2 separate regions of the Mustela erminea genome follow, and region 1 is linked to region 2. Evidence: chromatin contacts called from public Hi-C data. All regions are on one chromosome and are shown on one strand. The core of a region is the stretch at or near the end of the contact, and the rest is flanking DNA. Distances in the headings are between cores, read along the strand shown.

Evidence for each region. Hi-C and Micro-C count contacts between places; a contact is called where the count stands out from the background.
Region 1: a Hi-C map of spleen shows a contact between it and region 2, with 2.9 times the contacts expected there. The contact joins the promoter of TIPARP here to the enhancer-like site in region 2. A contact is called at or near these places in 2 of 3 Hi-C or Micro-C datasets (fibroblasts and spleen).

What each region holds. Positions count from the first base shown.
Region 1 is chr1:138,821,245-138,825,070 of mMusErm1.Pri, reverse strand. It overlaps TIPARP (protein mono-ADP-ribosyltransferase TIPARP), which reads left to right and starts at 1,921. Exons shown (of 6, transcript XM_032343991.1): 1 at 1,921-2,154.
Region 2 is chr1:138,398,348-138,402,050 of mMusErm1.Pri, reverse strand. No RefSeq gene overlaps it. Among named protein-coding and RNA genes, the nearest start is that of CCNL1, 32 kb to the right of the region's middle. Within about 2 kb of position 2,155, the one cell type or tissue checked has open chromatin away from gene starts, as enhancers often do. A contact at or near this core is called in fibroblasts, where this site is marked.

The DNA.
Region 1 (3,826 bases), core at 672-3,171, 420 kb before region 2:
CCAAAGCCAGAGAATCCAGAATCATGGGCAAATAAGAACTGTTATTCTAAATCACTAAGTTTTGGGGTGGTTTGTACACAGCAATAAATAACTGAACTGCTACGAAAATAAAAATAATGTATAACTTACTGGTGGGAGAGAATAGAATTAAAAATATTTAATCCAAAAGAAGGCATGAAATCTAAGGACCATAGAACAGATTGAGACAAAGACCAAATAGTAAAAATGGTAGATTTAAACTTAGATACTTGCTTCTAGGTAACTCTATGTAGGGGTAGGCACAGACCAAGATACTGTCTTAATACAGCTGTTAAGCCTGAAAATTCTATCTTACCTATTAGTGTCTGAATTTTGTCCATATCATTACTATCTTAGTTGAATGGCCATGACTTGATGCAATTTGAAATAAGCCGCTGGGGAGGTACTACCCTTAATCTATTTTCTGCTGGTGTTTCACCCAATCTGGTTTTGAAGAGTTTAAGAAAGCTCGAAACCATTATCTCTACTACTGCTGCTGCTTAGCTACTATTTTTACAGGCTTTCATGTTTTGTAAGGGAATAGTTGGCTTTTTCAACCCAGAAACTCTCCGAATTATGGAATTCAGTCGGTTTAGATTTCAGGCCACCGGCAGAGAGCATCTCTTCGCAAGCAGTGTTCCCTTCTCCTTTTCTGCCAGCTACTGGGGGATATAGCCATAATTAACTTTTTTTTTTAAGATTTTATTTATTTATTTGACAGAGAGATCACAAGTAGGCAGAGAGGCAGGCAGAGAGAGAGAGAAAGAGGGAAGCAGGCTCCCGGCTGAGCAGAGAGCCCGATGCGGGACTCGATCCCAGGACCCTGAGATCATGACCTGAGCCGAAGGTAGCGGCTTAACCCACTGAGCCACCCAGGCACCCAGCCATAATTAACTTTGAGCAAAAGGGTCTTTCTCCTCCGATATAATAGTGATTATATGAATCTAACGTAGTGCCTCTACTTCCATCACTGAAATTCAATATAGGAAGGGCATTTTATAGTCCAGAAACTATAGCAAAGACTTTTATAGACCAAGACATTTTATAGTCCAGAAACTATAGCAAATTCACATGCAGTGTATATTTTAAACACGAATACATGGTGTTCTGCAAGTTCCATGAAAAGAGGCATGGCGTCCGAGTTAATCAGGGCTGTAGCCTAAACCTAGTTGCATGCCTGGCACGCAACAGACACTCGACAAACATTTGTTGAATGAATAAATTAGTCATTACGGTACTTAAAAGCTTTCTAGAACAGATTCGCGCTTCTACTGTCAAAGCCCCAAAGCCGAGTTTCCCTTCTGTCAGGCTACGTTCCCCCTGAAACTGGCGCGCTAGCGACCGCGGCGGACCGGCTGCCGACTCGGGTGCGCGGCGGGCCATCCGTCAGGCTTGGGGCGGGCGACCCCGTCTGGCCACAGCGGCTGTAGCAGCCGTTTGCCTCCTGTCGGGGTCCCGCGGCGTCAAGGGCAAGAGGCGTTTTGTGAGGAGGCAAATAAAGCCAACCGCACAGAAACGGCTCGTTCTGTCTCACATCCTCTCTCGGGTGCCCGGGTTTCCTCGGAACCCAGTGATCCTCCGTGTGTTTGCGGGCACGTAGAGTCTGCCCCACGCGGCCCACACTTCCCCTCCTCACAGCCGCGCGCTCCCCAACGCGCGCAGACCTGGACTCGCCGGTACCCAGCCGGCGCGCGGAAGGACACGCCCCCTCGCGGGAACACGCGGCCATCGCACGCACACTTCGCGCGCCTCCCTGCAAGCGAGCGCGCACGCGCACGTGGGGCGGGCCTCCTGAGCGGCACCCACTGAGCGCCGGGCCCTCTCACCCCACCCCTCTTCCCCCGCTGCTCAGGCTCCGCCTCCGCGACGGGACAGCCGAGAAGAGGCGACCGGAAGCCACTTTAAAGCAGAGCTCCCGGTGACAGGCGAGAGAGCTGGTTCGGCAGTGCGGTCGCGGCTTTCTGCACTCCCGGCGGCGGAATGGCCCGTGCGCTGCTCGTCGCGTCTCCGGCCTGCGACCCTTAGACGCCCAAGCCCGCTCTCCGCGCCAATCCTCCCGCGCGGACGCTACCAGCGAGCCGGCGGTGCGGCGGCGACTCGGCTCCTGCGGTCGCTTCTCTCAGGCTGCTCGATCAGGTGAAGGGCTCCGGGTGGGCTCTGAGGGGCGGGCGAGAGACCCTAGCTGGGATGGCGGGCGCGGACGGTGGCGCCGGCCTCGCAGCCTTTCGGGGGATCTAGGGTGATTGATATTTAGACTGTGCGTTTTCTTCCTGCCGAATTCATTCGGATCCAGTCAGTATCGGGATGGGATTGGCTTACACTTACTAATCACTTACGGCCTCGGGCAGGTGTATAAATCGGAGGGAGACACTGAAGGGTTTAGTCGCGGTCGCCGGCGTCTCCGGGTTCCCACTTGGTCTGGGTGGGCGCGGGGGGCGCGTCTATGCGGCCTCCCCCGCCGGGCGGACCCCGAGCGCTCTGAGGCGGAGGAGCAGTTCGCAGATCGAGGCGCCGGGCACGGCAGCTGAGGGGAGCCTTCCGGCAGACCCGCATTCCGGCTGCAGCCCAGAAGTTTGCAGGCTGTTTTCAGATCAACTTTGAAGGCGCAGAAGTGTTCGCCTGTTTCCTGGCCGCCACCCCGAGAGCCGCCGACCGCGTTTCCCCTTGCACCTCTCGGCTCCTTTCTGGAGCCTCCGAGACTGGCAGGACGATCCTGTCGGGAAGGTCGGTTGAGGAGGCGAGGAAGAAATTAACTGTGGAAGGCGCCGTGAGGGGCTTCTGGGATGGAGGGAAGCCTGGGCGGGGCGGGGGGCGCTCGTTGGGACCAGGCTGCAGCTAGGGTTCGGGGGGCGCTCCGGTGCCTGCCGAGGGCCATTGAGGGGGTGGGATGCTTCGGAACGCCGGGAATTGGCCGAGCCCGGCGGCGCCTCAGCTGCGGTGCGCTGAGCGGAGTTGGCCCGGCCCGGGGGGCGGAGCTGCGAAAACCGCCGCGGCCGGCAGGAGGCGTCTCTCGGACCCGGGCTCGGCGTCCCGGTGTCGCGTCGCGGCTGGTCGACGAGGAGTCCTGAGTTTGCAGATGGTGGTGTCCGCGCTCGGTGCCAGGGGCCGGGAGTCCCGGAGGACTGGGGACATCACGAGGCGAGGGGTGGAGCGGTAGGTCCCTGCAGCGGGGGACCGGAGGAAGTGTCCTTCCAGTCTTTATTTTTCTGTTATGCAAACTAATTGAGGAACTAGGTTCTAGTGACTTCCCCACTCCAGCCACTCCTCAGTTCTCTGCTTTCTTTCAGAGCCTGGCGGAGGGCAATAACAAGAAAAGTTATAGTCTGTGTGTATGTGTGTGTGTGTATATACACCTCCAGTGTCTCTTTTCCCTTGATTGGAGGTGAGAGGAATGTCGTGTGTGTGTGAGTGTGTGACCGCGCGCGTGCGCGCATAGACACGCGAGGGAAGACACAAGCGGATTTAGTGTGGTGGAGAGGGAATACCACAATCTGTGCCAATTGTGCCTTGAGGCAAGATCACCAAGTGATGAATAATAACGCCTGGCTTGGCTGCTTTCCAGTTGATTTATGTCTTATGTCAAGTCCCTCCTTGTGAAGCTTTCCCTAACAATGCCAGCTCACACTGAACTCTTTCCGCCTTTTTCTTTTGTACTTACCGTGTGCACTAACACCTGGTTATATACAGTTGAGCATTGAAGAACAGGGATTTGAACTTTCCGGGGTCGCCTATATGCGGAATTTGTACAGTACTATGAACATGTTTTCTCTTTCCTGCGATATTCTCAATAACATTTTCTTTTCTTTAG
Region 2 (3,703 bases), core at 906-3,405:
TGGCCCAGGGAAGCTGCAGGGGCATGAGTCACAGCCCTCCGTATTTCCCCTCTCAAGTCAGCACACAGACTCCTTCCTAGCTCCTCAGAGCCTTAGGCTCTTAGAGCAGCAGCCCTCAGAACAGGGAGATGGAAGAAACCTCAAACACTGTGTCACACAAGTCCTTCCCAGCAACCTTCCCTTGTCATGTGATCTTGAGCTGGTTTGTGCGTTTTGATTTTCCACCTTCTCTGATAAATTGCAGTGTTTTAGTGGCCTACTTCCTTCTCTAGTCTGGCTTCAAAGTTAAGGTTCATTTTGCATCCTTGGCCCGATGAGTCTCGGCCCAATGAAACACCCAGCTCCCCAGGACTCCTCTAGGTCCCCTTTACTTTCTGCTTTCAAGATAGTGTCATTTACCAGCAAGAGCTCTGGGCCATAAATCAGGAAGCTGGGGCTGCTTCTTCCTGTTCCCTGAGGTTCTGTGGGGCCTTTAGCAAGTCACACCATCCTTTTGGGCCACCTTGGCATTTGACTCTTTCCTCCAAAGTCCCTTCCTGTGCCAATGTGAGGAGATCAGAGCAGCCATCCTAAAAGTCCTTTTCAGTTCTGAAAGTCAATCACCCTCTATCATGGAGTTCTTAAATACAGCGGGTCTGGCTCAGCCTGCCCCTGGCGGCAAGCCTTCTATGGATAAGTCTTTCCCCGTGGCTCGCAACTGCCATATCTGCTCCCTCCCAGGAGAGTACTGAATACATAGCTTCATGAATGCCCTGGCACTCTGATGAGGGTTCCTGTCCTTTCTTGAGCAGGTTTTTCAGCCCCTCTCCTCCCAACCTGGGCTGGACTGTCACCTCTCCCCACCAATCCCTGGGAAGTCAGGGGTTGGACTGTGGAGACTCAGCAACTGAACTGTGACTCTTCATCCATGCAATAAGCCTGTCGTCATTGCTCCTTGAGGTGGGCCTGCCAGACGAGTACTGGTGTCACTCTGTTGACATAGGGAGAGATTCCTGCCTATTTGGTGACCTTGAGGACAGATGCTGTTTGGTGGATGGATGTCACCTCTGTCCTTGGAGCATCTGGAGCCCCCAGGGTCCCCATAATGCTGTGTCCCCTTGCCTCAGCCCTGGCCACACTTTACCAGGAACTTCTTGTTTCCAGAACCTTCTTGGCTCCTTTGAATCACAAAGATGCTCTCTGGAACTCTGTGGACTTTTGCCACATCCATTCAGTTGGGTTCTCGTGTTTCCCCTGAAAAAGTGAACCACCCTTTTCTGCTTGTCCAGCAAAGAAATCTACCTTTTATTTATCACATGGGCTCAGGCACTGCCCTCACCTTGAAAGGAGGAAACTGAACACAAATTATCTGTGTTGTAAACTAGCTTCCCCTTCAGTCCAGATCCCAGTGCAGAGTTGGCCTGCACAAGCCAGGCTCTCTTCCTCCTGGGTGTGTGCTTAGCTGCCGAGAAGAGAGAAAGGCCTATTGTTCAAGCATAGCTGGCGCTCTCCATCAGGCCACGGGCTGGGTGTTCCCCCTGGGACGTGGGAAAGCAGCCTCCAAGATCCCATCATCTCCTGCCTGTGCTCTGTTTGCTTTTGTTTCTGGTCTTTCCTTCTCTGCTGTGTGCCTTTGCCAGGCACTCGGTGCCTCTCTAGTGCTTATTTCTTCCTTTAGCCTTTGCACAGTGAATGCCTTTTGTATGCTTCTGGCATTGCTTACCCTTCATGGAGCAGAGTGAATGTCTCTCCCACCTAAGAGGCCTGCTCCTGGCTGGCCAGTGGATCAGCGGGGCCTAGGGAATGAACAAAGGCACATTTGGTCCCCAGGGAGCTTGGGGGTAGGGCCTGGGTCTGGAATGTTGGGTCTCCTCTGCCTGGATTCAGAAGGAGGGCTGCTGCTTCCCAGAGAGTTGGGGGTGAGGAGTGGTGGCAGGGGAGGCGTGGGGGTTGGAGGTTGAGTTTGGCCTTCTGGTCCTACCCTTGTCTGCTCAGTATCCAGCCCAGCTCAACATCTGAAAGAGAAGCATGGCAGGAGGAGCCAGGAAATTCTAGTTGGGCCCGCCTCTGCCACCGTGTGACCCAGCGCCCCACGGGGCCTCCCAGGGTGAGCCTTCCTTCTCTGTCCCAAGTGGGGCAGTAACTCCAGCCCCACCCGCCTGCTTCCTGGGGCTGATGTGAGGAGCGAACATAACACTCTGTGAGAAGCAAAAGCCCTTTGTGAGTCAGCGGTGGGAGTCATTGCTCTGTCTTTCCCCATTATTTACCAGGCCGCCCCTCCACCGGGGGCCCCATAAGCATCTCGTGAACTCGTGCTGCCCCCTAGTGCCCAAAGTGCTCCTCAGCATGCATTTCTTTTAAAGTAAATTTCTATTAAATCCTAAAAAGTAATCCTGATGAATATGCAGTAATGGGCCCCGCCTGGATCGTACCCATTTTTATATCAATTTGTCATAAAATTTAATTTTAGATACCATTTTAATGGAGCAAGTGGACTACGAAGAAAAAAGTGCCTACTGCAGCCCTAGACTGGAAGGGGGAGTGTGTATGAGCTCAGTGTCCCCCATGTTGCTCCCCAGGGGCTGGCTGGGGCCTGATGGTGGCCTTTCCCCAAAAAGGCCCATGTTCCCCGCAAGATGCTGGGGATGGGGAGGAACACGTGAGAGAGCAAAGCACTTGGCTCTTCTTCAGGCTTTAAAACCTTTAAATCCCCAAAGATGATAAAAGGCCTTGATAAATCGCTATCTTTCTCTTTGCTGATAATGAGACAATGCTAGTTGGCCTGGAGAGAAGTTAGAGTTCCTACAGATTAGAAATAACAAGTGAGGGCGCCTGGGTCACTCAGTTGGTTAGGTGACTGCCTGGGGTCCCACGTCAGGATCCCTGCTTGGAGGGGAGTCTGCTTCTCCCTCTGATCCTCTCCCCTCTCATGCTCTCTCTCTCACTCTCTCACTCTCTCTCAAGTAAATAAATAGAAAAGAAAAAAGAAAAAAAGAAAGAAAGAACAAGTGACCAGTAGCTGTGAGGTTCCCTTCTTTATGAGAAGCCTCCTCACACATGTTCTCCCAAGACTGCTCACTGCAGCCTGGAGGTAGCAATTGCTTTTATTTTCAGGTGAGGAATTTGAGGTCTCAGGGTCACGTGTGGGTCAGAGGGGAGCAACAGCTTGAAACCGGGTGTTCTGGCTTCAAAGCCCTCACCTTCTCACCACACTGAGTGCTTGGAATTGAGTTCCCCCAGCCTTGCAGGATGAGAACAGTCCACAAGGTGGGGAGGAACCCACTGCACACAAAAAAGTAACAAGTCTTTCCCTCCGTACCTGTGGAATGAAATAATCTGGTCAACAGTCCCTCTCCGGTCATGATGAATAGTAGACTGAAAACTCATGCCCTTTGTCCTGGATAACCACTTTCCTTTTCCTTTCTCATCTGACAGATTCCTTCACAGCATTCAACATTCCAGTAACTCTTTACTTCCCTAACCAGCTTTTCCCCAGGCATCTAAGGAGTTTCCTTTTAGATTCAGCTTCCTGTCATTGGGACGGGGTGAAAGGTTGCTGGACTTCTGGAACTTTCACCCTGTGTCCTCCCCTCCTGCTCCATGCCCTCTCTGTTCTCCTCCTCCTAAGCAGGCAGGATGGTAAGCGTCTAGGGATTCACTGCCCAACTGAGAATTTTGTCCACTGGTGCCAAATATCATCCTGCTTTGAGGGAACCAGGGAGCA